Regions from separate parts of the Sus scrofa genome. Here region 1 is linked to region 2. A link is a contact called in public Hi-C data. All regions are on one chromosome and are shown on one strand. The core of a region is the stretch at or near the end of the contact, and the rest is flanking DNA. Distances in the headings are between cores, read along the strand shown.

Region 1 (6,929 bases), core at 3,159-5,658, 110 kb after region 2:
TTAATATTTCTTATATTTTCCCTTCCCACTGGAATTTTTTAGAGATTGTTAAGAATTTCTTCTAACTGGTAAAAGTTAAAATGAACTGTCTTCCCAGCACCAGGGGTGGGGAGAAAGAAGAAGGGCATTGAAAAATATATATGAGCTCAGAAAACCTGGACTGGTGAGGGAAAAAAAAGACTTTGAGCTCTCTGTATGGAACTATAAGAAGTATATTTTCATATTGATCCCAAATGATAGAAAAACAAAAAAAATTACTATAAAATATGGAGTTGAAACAAATTAAATTAATGAAGAAATGAGCAAGTGTACAGTTTTTTTAACTCTTGGAATAAGGTGAACCTCCACCAGTAGCAATATGCATTGATAAATAAAATGATAACAAATGCTTGCCAACAATGGGCCATTCTGGAGATTGTGAGTGATAGATGGAAAGCAATAGAAACTTTTCAGTGAGGAACAGAAGAGACACTAAAAGAACCAAAAATTATCGACAGTTGAAGAACTAAAGGTTTTCTAAAGTGATACATGCAATAGCAAAATACCAGAGACCAAGTAGCTTAAACAAAAGAAATTTATTTTCTCACGGGTCTGGAGGATGGAGGTCCAAGATCAAGGAGCCAGCAGGGCTGGTTTCTCCTGAGGCTTCTCTCCTTGACTGTGTCCTCAGCAAGAAGGTCTTTCCCTGGTGTGCCTGCCCACATCCCTGGTGCCTCTCTCTGTGTATGAATTTCCTCTCCATACCAGTTACATTGGATTCAGGGCCATGCTAAAGCCTTCATTTTAGCTTATCTCTTTGAAAGTCCTATTTGCAAATATAGTCATATTCTGAGGTACTGGGGGTTAGAACTTCCATGTACACATTTTGGAGGGATGCGACTCTCTAACAGGTGAGGAGATTTGTAATGGCAGCTCAAGCCATCAACAGCTGAAGAACAGCAGGAGAGCATGGCTCTGCTGGTGGGCAGGGCTGGAAATGAGTGGAAGGAAGAGTTGGACAGGTAACTGGATCTGATATCCTTCCAATCTTGGAAGTGGAACAGCAGTTTTCTCATTAGATGAGAAGTCACCTGTATTTTCTGATTGCAAGTAAATTAGACCCATAAGGAATGTAGGATTATGAAAGCATGTCTAACACTTTATTAGAAATTTAATTCTAAATTGCCTCCATCTTGTAAAGTTTGATAATCACCAACTCCAGATTATGTTTAAATCATCTAAAATGTGTTTGTTTGTTTGTTTCTTTTTAGGGCTGCACCCTTGGCATATGGAAGTTCCTGGGCTAGGGGTCAAATCAGAGCTGAGCTGCTGGCCTACACCATAGCTCGCAGCAATGTGGGATCCTTAATCCACTGAGCGAGGCCAGTGATCAAACCTTCATCCTCATGGATGCTAGTTGGGTTCATTACCACTGAGCCACAATGGGAACTCCTAAAATGTTTTTTTGACGTGGCAAGGGTCATAGTAAAACTTTCCATGACAGGAGAATAACAGCCACGAAAGAAAAATTTGGAAGACACTACCCAAAGTAGTGCTTTTGAAACTGTTAAAAAAAATACGTCTTGTGTCACAAGAGAGTGCACCCTTAGCTGGAATAGGAAAAGGAAATGAATGTGTTTTATCAAAAAAAAGTGTTGAAACTTTATGTTCTGTTTTATAATATATTTATTTCTATTTATTTATTTATTCATTTATTTATTGGCCGCACCTACAGCATATAAAATTTCCTGGGCTGGGGAACGAATCTGAGTCATAGCTGCAACCTACGCCACAGCTGTGGCAGCAGTGGATCCTTAACCCACTGCTCCAGGTTAGGGATCAAACCCACATGGCCACAGAGACGACACTGAATCCTTAACCCACTGCACCACTGAAAGAACTCTTATTTCTTTTTATTTTAATTGAAAAACTATGTTCTTTGTGTCCCTGGAGTCTTCAAGGTTAATTCATGTCCCAATAAGATATATGTGCTTGTTGTGTAGCTTTGCCTGACCCCTGGCATCACAGTTTCACACCTGAATTATTTGTGTCCCAGCTTGAGGACCCAGGCAGTGAAGTATTCCTTGCCCTCTCATAACAGGGAATAGCTCTCTGGACAAAATGGTTGGCACACACCTTCGCTAAGCCTTGGCCATAGGACTTGTTCCAGGCATACTACAGGTAAATGAAAGCCTAGCATCTAGGACAGACAAAAACAGAATCTCTCCTTTTCCATCTCAAGGCAGACTCTATAAAAATCTCCTGGACCACTTCAGGAGTTTGCGCCATTTCTTTGGTAGTGAATGTATCAGTTATCCATCGCTACAATTACATCACATAAAAACCCACAAAACCTCGGTGGTGAGAAATTAAACATTTACTTTCACTCATGACTGTATGAGTTGGCTGAATAGTTCTGCTGATCTTGGCTGAGATTGGCCAAGCAGTTCTTGTCTTGGCCGGGAGGTCACTTACATATCTGGCAGACGACTAATTTTCAATTAATATAGGGTGGTCTTGGCCTTGCTCCACTTAGTCTCCTAGCCTCCAGGAAACTAGCCTGGGTTTCTTGTCATGGTTCATGCAGGAGAGAGTGTGCAAGACCTCATAAGACCTGGGTTTGGAGGTGAGGCCTCATCCTATTGACCAGAGTGAGGTAAAAGGGCAGCTCAGATTCAAGGGACAGGAAAATAGATTACATGCTCGATGGGAGAAATGGCAACATCATCTTGCAAAGGGCAGAGACGGAGGGAGGGTGGGGGAACTGAAGCATTTTCTCCATCCATTTACTGCAAGGAGGCATTCTGAATCATCCTTTGTATAAGCAAAACTCTATAGTCATATAATCTTTTTCCGTACTGCTTATTTATGAAGCCCAGGGAATCTTTCTTACTGAAACCCAAAATGGAATGTTGATGTGAAAAGTTTTTAAGGCCTTTTCCAACATCATTTTTAGCTACTTACACTTACTCTTTGTTGGGAGAAGATGAGAGGAGTACAGATCTTCCCTAATAATGGCATCTCTGAAACTTCGTGGTTGACTCGTGATGAGATTACTCTGGTAGGCTGAGACAAATCCTTGATGAAAGTGAAATATGTGCATGATACACGTATTGACCTTGTGACAACTTGGCATCTGCTTGGGCAAAAATTTCAATCATGTAGAGAAAGAAAAAAGACTGTCAAAAATGTGGAGAAAAATTACGTAAGTCAATAGTGCTTAGATATATAGCAAAAAAAAATTATTTTCGAAGCTAATTCAAGAAACCTCAGTCATTATGAGCCAGATTTATAGCCCACAGAATGTGGTTTTCCCATGGAATCACATCTCAAGTTAAAGAGACCATAGAAAAGAAGCTTAGCCCTTCATTTTTAAAGTGTGTATCATTTTCCTGCTCATCTATTTTCCTCCCTTTTTCTATGGCTCAAGATGAATGTTGGGGAAAGGAGGACTCATGGTCTTAGGAAGAGCCAGGCAAGGTACACTTTAGGGTCCAGAGTGAAGGGCACAGCGTACTGTGATAGGCTCATTGTCTCATTTTATCTCCATCATAACATTGTGGAATAGGCATCTACAGCCCCTGATTTTATAGGTGGGGAAGCTGAGGCTTAGAGAGAACAAGCAACTTGCCCAAATCCATATAACCAGTGAGAGCGAAAGCCAAGAATTGAGCCTTAGTCTCCAGGTTTCCATCTCCTTTTTTTTTTTTTTTTTCCTGGCTATGATTTCCCCACTATAAGAGATCACTTTCATCTTGGGTACCCTTACCTTTAGAATTTGAAAATTTACCAAGTGGGTTTCCTGTTGTGACTCAGTGGTGAATGAACCCGACTAGTATCCATGAGGACTCGTGTTCGATCCCTGGCCTTGCTCAGTGGGCCAAGGATCCCGTGTTGCCGTGACCTGTGGTATAGGTCGCAGACGTGGCTCGGATCCCATGTTGTTGTGGTTGTGGTGCAGGCCAGTAGTTACAGCTCCCATTCGACCCCTAGCCTGGGAATGTTCGTATGCTGTGGGTGTGGCCCAAAAAAAAGACAAAAGACAAAAAAAGAAAAGAAAAAAAAAGAAAATTTACAAAGTACTAAACCGGCTCTTGTTCTCTGTTTTTTTCCCTCAAAGGCAGAGAAAGGAAACCTATTTATTGCCACATGACTGAATGCCTCATGGTTTGTTCAGGAATGGGACAGGGAATCATGGAATCATCATGGAATCATGGAATGCCTCATGGAATCATCTTCGTTAAACTGAAGACAAAGGAACTAGTCCTCAGGGGTGAAAGCCAGCAGAAATGAGAAACACAAATGATGTAGTGACTCCAGAGTTTACATATTTGAGAAAGAACTTTGCTCCAGGTCAGATGTGAAGGAAAAGAATGCCACCCACTAGACGAATGCCCAGGGCTCTGATGCTGTGGGTACCCTGTGCCAGCATCCATGGTGAGGTAATTCTGCAGAACAGCTGGACTCATTCATGCCACATGCCTTCTCAGACAGTTAGGGTAAACAACTTTTCAGATGCATTTCCTGTTAGTTTAAAAAAAACTTCCCATAGTCGTACTAGTCAAATAGTATTTGAAAATTCCCTTTTTGTGTTTCCTTTAAAAGTACTTTCTTTTGCAAGAGGTTTCCCGGACATGATATCATCCTAATTATTCCTTGACCAATTTTATCACCAAACACTTCGAATGTAGACAATGTGTTCAGCTTTACAAGGTGGTCAGGGTCAACCCGGGGAATGTCCAAAATAGTGAGGACAGGAATGTTTCAATTTCATGGTCAGATCCTACAGCTAGAGTAATGTGTGACCTGTCTGCCTAATGAACATTTACTACAAAGCTTGGAGACAGCACTAATTGGTTGTGGAGTCATGAGGAACATTTATAAAGTGGCTAAAAAAAAACCCCTGTGACTGGAAATGTGAAGGGAAATGAATTGACAGCTCATTTCTTACTCTTTCTTTGGAGCAAACTGTTGATAATTGCTGCAAGAGTTGACACTTCTAAAATTCTCACTTGGTTGCCCAAATAGCGTTCAGAATTAGTGCTTCCCATTTCCCTGTTCTGGCTTTTCTCAAAGAGTCTTAACCAGAGGAACCTCTTTCTAGTCTTTCTGGAGGGGGTGTAGACAGAAAACGTTGAATTCAGCTTTGCAAAGATCTGCTTTACTATGAGATTCTTGCCTCTAAGATGAAAGAGAAATGGCATCTTGTTAATAAAGAACTTAAGACAAATACTAACTCATTCCTAGAAAAGGATAAGGAAATAGACATTCAACATTGAATTTTGAGGAGTTCCTATTGTGGCTCAGTGGGTTAAGGACCTGATATTGTCTCTGTGAGGATGCAGGTTCAATTTGTGGCCTCACCCAGTGGTTAAGGATCCAGCATTGCTGCAAGTTGCAGCATAGGTCGCAGATGGGGCTTGGATCCCATGTTGCTGTGGCTGTGGCGTAAGCCAGCAGCTGGAGCTCTGATTCAAACCTGGCCCAGGAACTTCCATATGCTGCAAGTGTGGCCATAAAAAGAAAAAAATATATATATTTGAACTTAAGTCTTAGAAAAGAAAAAAGAAAAAAGTCAGAAGTTAGAGATAGTCCTAAGACATTGTGAAAATGACATTTGCTATAGATAAAGTCTGCTTGAGAGAGAGGAGACTTCTATCATGGGAATATTTTCAGCATCGTGAAATTTGGCTCCTCTATCTAAAGAATATGAGGCAGAGGCCAACACCTCTGGTCATAGTGGCTAGTTATTAGTATATGTATCCAAGGTTCTAGAATCCCACCTTTGTCAAAAGCAAATCCTGGCTGGCCCTACCCACTGATGGGACTCGAGAACTCTCAGTGGTCCATGGAGGTGCCACTCATAACCCCTACAGCATGAGGATGAGAAGGGCAAGCCACACGATCCAGGTATGGCTAGGGGATGCCCAATGGGAAGCCTTGGGGATCCTCAGCCTGGTAAATCTGGGAATCAGCCCCCTCCTGACCTGGGGCAAGACAACAAATGGCACCGGCATTTCGCTGATGCAGGGGAAGGTGGGAAAAGAAACAAGGCATGAGATCTTGGCAATCTTTAAGGTAAAACCAGGGCTAGCCCTAGAGCTGCCAAGTGACTGTTAATTATCCAAGTTAGAAGAATCTCCCTTCCTTTGTGGATGTGACCAGTCTCTTCATTGATCATCAGGGTTTATCTGGCTCACTTAACTGGCTAAGAGGAGTATCTTTCCTTCTCCAGCTATCCTTCTGTCTTCTGCAACCTGTTGGTCCCCTACCTAGACAGCTTCTTATCTAACCCTTCCAGATAGGAGGCTATTCTTCCTCCTCCTCACTCTCATTTCTATAGAAATGGCACCAAGACCAATCAGGGCCTTAGAACCACATTTCATCTCTGAATGGCTGTGATTTATCTTTACAATAAGGAGGAGCAAGTGGGTACATGGTTTTATAGAATTTGAGAAAAAAATTTCTTGCTTAGAGGGCTGACTTGGGTTTCAGTTCTCCCTTTCCTTCTAAATACTCTCCTTAAGGAATAACCCAGAAAAACCATCTTTAGGCATCAGCAATGAAATGTGTAAAAATCAAAAACTTGTTTGAATCACCTTGCTGTAAAAAGCAGAACCAACCAAAAGTTGGTTAGAGGCAGCCATTGAAGAATAGTAACCCTCACCTTTAAGTTAGCTTTAAAAGTTTGTTTTAGTTAGCATCACAGCAGAAAGTGGCAAGGCTAACACTGGAAAAAAAAAAAAAAGGAAAAAAATAAAAAATAACAGTACAGGTATGGGGGAAAAAAGCAGAAAAAAAAAGGAAAAAATGAACAAGATTATGAAAATGATATTATAATTCATATTTTTTAAATTATATATTTTTATAAAATTCTTCAGCAAAAGTTTTTCTGTGTGCTAGACAATCAGCTAAATTCAGGAGACGGAAAGATGAATAAGACCAAATCT
Region 2 (6,497 bases), core at 3,076-5,575:
ACTTCTTTAGAAACTTGAATTCCATTGATATTGGCTAGACACTTCTTTGAGCCAGTGGTTAAGGAGGGATTTATTCAGACATCAGCTTCAAGTCTCAATAAGAATAAAGAGAAAAAAAAAATGTTCCAACATGTAAGTAAGCACACTTTAAACCCTGGTTAATCTGCTTCAGGCAAAAATATTTCCTTCCATCCTTACCCTTAGAACTCATCAGGATTAAGAGGTCTTTGTCCTCCTCCTCTGCTCTTTCCTCTTTGTCTTGTGTTTTCCTATTTTGCTCTCTCCCTTATCCCTTAGCCTTTTACGAAAATTTCTCTGGGGGGCTAGACTGTTTGCCTCGCCCCTTCTTTACTTTCAGTAAAGAAGAATCTATTTTCTCTCAGCCTCAGGACCTTCTAAAAGTGTGAATTTTTTTTTTGTCTTCTTAGGGCCGCACCCATGGCATATGGTGGTTCCCAGGCTAGGGGTCGAATTGGAGCTGTAGCTGCTAGTCTATGCCATAGTCACAGCAATGTGGGATCCAAGTCACATCTGAGACCTACACCATAGCTCATGGCAACGCCAGATCCTAAACCCAGTGAGCAAGGCCAGGGATCGAACCTGTGTCCTCGTATATGCTAATCAGATTCGTTTCCACTGAGCCATGACTGGACGTCCTAAAAGTATGAGTTTTAAAGAACCCCTTCCTTCATATACATACTATAGGAAATAGGTACCTAGATAGGAAACATACGAAGTCCATTCAGTATAGAAACATAGATAATATTATGTTATCTCTTTATAAATTGAGGGGCTTGTAGAGAATATTTTGCATATTTTACTTTTTTTTTTTTCCAGATTCTAAGGATACCCCATACATTGCTTATCCTCCCCAGCCTCTATGGCTGAAATCTATAGATAAGAGTTGGAAGCTTTAGTTTGTATTAAAAAGTTATCACGTTAAGCTGTTCTTAGTCACATACAAGGCTAAGAAGCTTATTTGCTCCATTCCTAAGAGCAAGTTTTGCAGGGGTGAAATGTGGAGAATAGATCCTGAAACTGGAACCAGAAGGTGGGACGAATCATAGGTGATGGATAAGGCAGAAGCTCCAGTTTCCTTCCTTCCCTCATCTCATCACCTTCCCAATATCTGCCAGAAAGAAATGCTCAGTGCTTAGTAGGTTAGCCACCTCCTACTTTTCTCAGCCTGGCCAACAACAAGGAGTCCTAAGTTACTTCTTTCTTCTGGTTTACCTTATTCAGTCATTTTTCATTCTCTACAATGTGCCAGGCATGAGGTTTGCTGTGGGATGGATGTTAACAAATAAAGCTAACTTTCTGTGACTCTACCTTCATGGGTCTTCCAATCTAGGAGCAACAGGAAACAGGCAAATAAATAAACCTCTAATCAAGTGCGATTGGCTCCATGAGGAGAACAAATGAAGAGAATAACAGATAAGTGATCTATTACTGTAGATCAGGCAGAAGACCTGCTCTGTGGGGGTGAAAAGAAAGGAGAGAAGGGGCCAGCCATGTGCGCACAGGGAGATGGATGTGCCAGGGAGGGAAATAGGAAGTGTGAAAACCATGACTCAGAGGGCAAGCTGGAATTTTAAGAAGAATTTTAAATCATGAGTCATTGATCCTAAGTCTTCAGCAAATGTTTTCCAGCACTGAGAGGGCACTCACATAGTTCTCATATCAGTTGACTAGCTTCTGGACTGGGGGACCTTTGAGTAGGATAGGAGGGTAGTATTTTTAAAATGTTTTCTTTTACCTATTTTAAGCAATTGAAACTAGAGGGCAGGGGGGAAGTAAGGAAATTTCTGAAGTCTAAATGAAACATACATTTTCAATAATTTTAAAAATGTTTTCTTTGGGAGTTCCCCTTGTGGCACAGTGGAAATGAATCTGACTAATATCCATGAGGATGTGGGTTCCATCCCTGGCTTTGCTTAGTGGTCAGGGATCTGGCATTGCCATGAGATGTGGTGTAGATTGCAGACGTGGCTTGGACCTGGCATTGCTGTGGCTGTGGGTGTAGGCTGGCATCTGCAGCTCAGATTGGATCCCTAGCCTGGGAACTTCCACATTCCATGGGTACAGCTCTAAAAATCACCCCCTCCCCCCAAAAAAGGTTTGCTTTGAATTATAAGCACTTTGTCTCACTAAACCTCTTTTAATTCTTACTACATTTTTGATGCCTCCTATCAGCAGGCATCTCAGAGAGGGAGGCTAGTTGGGGAAGATGTTTTACAAACGTGCTGTGGATTATCACAACTGCTACGTATCCTCAGCAGTGTCTTGCGTAGGATGAGGAGGCTAGCTAAAACCTGAAATTCCCTTTAGCTCTCCAGTTTTAGCTCTCCAGATTTTCATGAAGCCAGTGTCTTTTGTACTAGCCATCCCTTGTGTGTGCCTGTCTTCTTTAGGAAAAAGGTCCCTCCCGCCATGGTGATAGGATATCAGTCCTGTTTGTCTTGACTCCAAGGTGGGCATATGACCTATGACTGGCCAATCTAGGTAGCCTCTTACTCTGGTTATGGTGACTGGTTCGGCCATGAGCACATAACTCAAGCAAGGCCCACCAGAGCTCTTCCAGGAAATTTGACCCTGGGAAACCCAGAAGAGAGTTTCTTTCTTCTTCCAGAATCAGGAGATATAAGGGCAAAATGTGCTTGGGCTATGATCAGGTGTCTTGTGGTCAGATGGAGAAAGAGCCTGAGATTAAAACCCAACCAAGATGAGAGATGAAGGTGGAGGGAGTTCAGGCATCACAGACTGAACCCTAGATCTCATTATACTCAAGGCAAAATGCACAGCTCAAATTTCCAAGCCAATGCATTGTATTTTTGGCTGAAGAGCTAGTTTGAGTTGGATCACCATCTCTTGAAGCAGATAGGGATTAATACAACTTCCAATTTTTTTCCCAATTTCACCAAACCTTGATGGAAAAATTATGCATAAATTCATGTATATGTTCTATTCATCAAACATTGGCAATTTCTTATGTAGGACAGTTAGTTTTCCTCAACTCACTTAAATTCGTAAAAGGAGACTTTCAATTCTTCAAGTACAGATTATCATCCAGAAAGAAAAAAAAAAATCAAAGCATATGTTTGCATCTGTGATAAGAACAAACAGTGCTAAAGATGAATTGCTTAATGGGAATTAATTTTCCTTTCGAATGTACTTTGTTACAACTTTATTACTTAATTATAACTATTATTTTCAGACAAATCTCTTGTTCTCATCCATAACCAGAAAAACCTATTTTTTTCTTAGGTTGAGAAACAAGCAGGCATATTTGTTTCTATTTCTTGGATTTAGAAAGGAGAATATAGGAGTTCCTGTCTTAGCACGGTGGAAACGAATCCAACTAGGAACCATGAGGTTGTGGGTTCGATCTCTGGCCTCGCTCAGTGGGTTAAGGATCTGGTGTTGCCGTGAGCTGTGGTGTAGGTTGCAGATGTAGTTCAGATCTGGTGTTGCCGTGGCTCTGGCGTAGGCTGGCGGTAACAGCTCTGATTAGGCCCGCTAGCATGGGAACCTCCATATGCCGCAGGCCCTAAAAAGACAAAAAGACAAAATAAATAAATAAGTAAATAAACAAAAAGAAAGGAGCATATAAACGGGAGATGCTGGTGGCCTGTGTTTGTGGCTCACGCAAACTGCTTCTGTTTCTGCCTGAACCATCAGAAGACAAATCAGTGTTGAAAAGAGCAGGATCATTGCCAGGCCACTTAAGCCAATCCTGAAGATGAATCATTAGATTTAAACCCCAGGAAGTGAAGACTCAGAGGGGGAAAAGATGGGCCCATGACCTCCTCTTCCATCCTTGTTCACGGTAGTAAAAAAAGAAAACTCAATTCATAGATAAACTAGAAACACTGGAGGGGTCCTAATTTCAGACTTACTTCTATCAAGTTAAAAAAATTGAATAATAAATTCCTTTAGCCTCTCCCAGTTTCCTTACCCAAATGAGTGATAATTTCTTCAAAAAATCTTGAATTGATGAAGCAGCTGTCATAGACATTTGTAGTGATCTCAACACTCAAAGCCTTGACATGCCACTTGCAGAACCATGCAGTGAGTCTCTGGGAACATACCAACTGCTTAGTCTTGGAATCCTAACTGTATTTCTGTGGAGTCAGGGAGGCCAGGCAAGTCCTGGACCTCCTCTGTTTATAGAATAGTGTTCTTTTTTTTCATCCCCTTTAGTCATTTAGTGACAATGACCAAAGGCAATAACCTAAAGCTCTGGGGCAAAGCAGAAACTATTCAAGCTGGAAGAGGACTTAACCTATTCACTTTCCAGATGAAGAAAGAGTGACTCACAGGAGTTTTGAGACTTGCTCAAGGTCTCATAAAGCCCTTCGAGCTCTTAGGGGTGGCTCAACTACCAGGATGATGCTGAAGTATTAAGTATTTGTTACACATTCTGTCCATCAGCCTGCCTTGGCGTTCTTCAAAGTATGTGCCTTGCAATACTGGTGAACAGATGTTCTGTGCATAGATTTTGCTGGACAAATTAATTAAGAAATAACATGTACTATAGCTTTCCTGGGAACCTATTAACAACAGAGATTCTACAGTGTAAGAAATTATTGGCCTATATTTATCAGAGGCTTTGCCCAATATATTTGACTAAAGAAACCTTGTTTTGTGGAAGACCTACCAACTTGAGATCAAGTTCCTCACGTGGGAAAGACCGAGCTACCTGATGTTAGCTCTGCCCTTTAACTCAAGCTCCTGGGTGCATTTCTCACTTTGTCCTGGGAATTGTTGAGCTTGCTTAGATTTTGTTTAAAATGTGAAATTAAAAGATAAATATTCTACCAAAGAAAAATTTCAAGCATATTGTTTCTGTTTTTTTTTTTTTTTTTTTTTTTTTTTTTTTTTTTTTTTACAGCACAACTTAGGAAATACCAAAGCACCATAACGCAATGAAATTTAACATGTGGTTCTTAGAGTCAAACAATCTGACAATTAACTGTCTGAGTAAACTTAAACCATGAATCCATGAGTCAGGATGACCAAGCCAGCTCTGCATGGGTGTGCCTAGCACACTAGGAGTCATTAATAATCCCAAGTGGCTCTATTAGCCAATACTATTGAACATCATCCAGTGAAATTGCTACATCTCTCCAGGGTTCACCAATTGAGATGCCTCCAGGCAGTGGCATAAATGAGTAAAAATGCAAAGGAAAGTGGTAGCAACCATGTTGAACTGGGGAGCACTTGACCCTTTAGAAGCAAAAAAAGGTTTTAGTATGTCTTCCAAACAAACTTGGGGGCTGCATTGGTCACACGAGGTATGGGTGGGCAGCTCCTGCCTTGACCTTAAACTGGGAGGCAAGCTTTAAGTAATGGCAGCTAGAATGATCCTAGAAAATAGTGGCATTCAGCTATCTAGTAGGACTAGGGAACAGAGCAATCAACTTCATGATTTATGACTCATGGTTACAATTCTCGAGCTTTATCTTACAAACAATATGCAGATTTGCCATTTCCACGAAATTGGCAGAGGGGGAAATGTATTTAGCATCCAAACTTGACTGATCATTATTGATTCTTCTAATGATTCAGAGGACACTGGAGGAGCTGCCAATGCTTCTGGGGCATCACTTTGACCACTGTACCAGGGAAACTCAGGGTTCACTGTACCAGGGAAACTCAAGGGGGGAGTTTGTTACCATCTCACTTGTTAGTACAAGTGCTAACAGGGGATGGTCTGTGATTAGGTAAGACGTTTAGAATTTGCTGGCTGAATCAGAACACCACAACTTAGAACAAGAGAAGATTGCTGAAAAGTGACTAAATGGTTGAAAATTAGTAACCACATGTAAAATTAGGAGGAGACAGGCTTATTTAGTTTGTAAGAATTGCCAAGAAGCTGCTACCGAGAGGAGGTTTTCAGGTGAGAAAAATTTGTATTCGAAAGGTACTTTCTTTTTTCTTTTTCTTTTTTCTTTTTGGTCTTTTTAGGCCTATAGAGGTTCCCAGGCTAGGGGTCAAATCGGAGCTGTAGCCACTGGCCTACACCACAGCCACAGCAGCACCAGATCTGGGCCGTGTCTGCAACCTACACCACAGCTTACAGTAACCTGGATCCTTAATCCACTGAGCAAGGCCAGGCATAGAACCTGTGTCCTCATGCATACTAGTCAGACTAGTTTCTGCTGAGCCATGACAGGAACTCCCTCGAAAGGTAATCTCTTTTGAGAAGAGCTTTGAAATTAGGATAACTACGTATCATCAGTAATGATGAAAAATACATGCCTTCCTAGACACAGAAAGAGCCATGATCCATGCAGACTGCGTGTTGATTCAAGAGCATGGCCAAACCTTCCTCTAAGAATTTCAGAACATGGAACAATCTATTTGTTAGTTTTTTAAGGGCAATGGTTGTTTCTTCTCTGGCCCAGAAAAACTTCCACAAAGACTGTTACTGCGCCTGCCTAGAGGAGGCACTCAATATTACAGAAGCGAAACGTGTTCCCTGGAAGAAGAGCCAT

What was found. A called contact is a pair of places that touch in the nucleus more often than the background predicts.
Region 1: a Hi-C map of embryonic fibroblasts shows a contact between it and region 2, with 2.4 times the contacts expected there. The contact joins two enhancer-like sites. A contact is called at or near these places in 2 of 47 Hi-C or Micro-C datasets (adipocytes and embryonic fibroblasts).

What each region holds. Positions count from the first base shown.
Region 1 is chr15:125,967,838-125,974,766 of Sscrofa11.1, forward strand. No RefSeq gene overlaps it. Among named protein-coding and RNA genes, the nearest start is that of TRNAF-GAA, 100 kb to the right of the region's middle. Within about 2 kb of position 4,409, at least 3 of the 83 cell types and tissues checked have an H3K27ac peak or open chromatin away from gene starts, as enhancers often do. A contact at or near this core is called in embryonic fibroblasts, where this site is marked.
Region 2 is chr15:125,856,191-125,862,687 of Sscrofa11.1, forward strand. No RefSeq gene overlaps it. Among named protein-coding and RNA genes, the nearest start is that of SERPINE2, 82 kb to the left of the region's middle. Within about 2 kb of position 4,326, at least 7 of the 83 cell types and tissues checked have an H3K27ac peak or open chromatin away from gene starts, as enhancers often do. A contact at or near this core is called in embryonic fibroblasts, where this site is marked.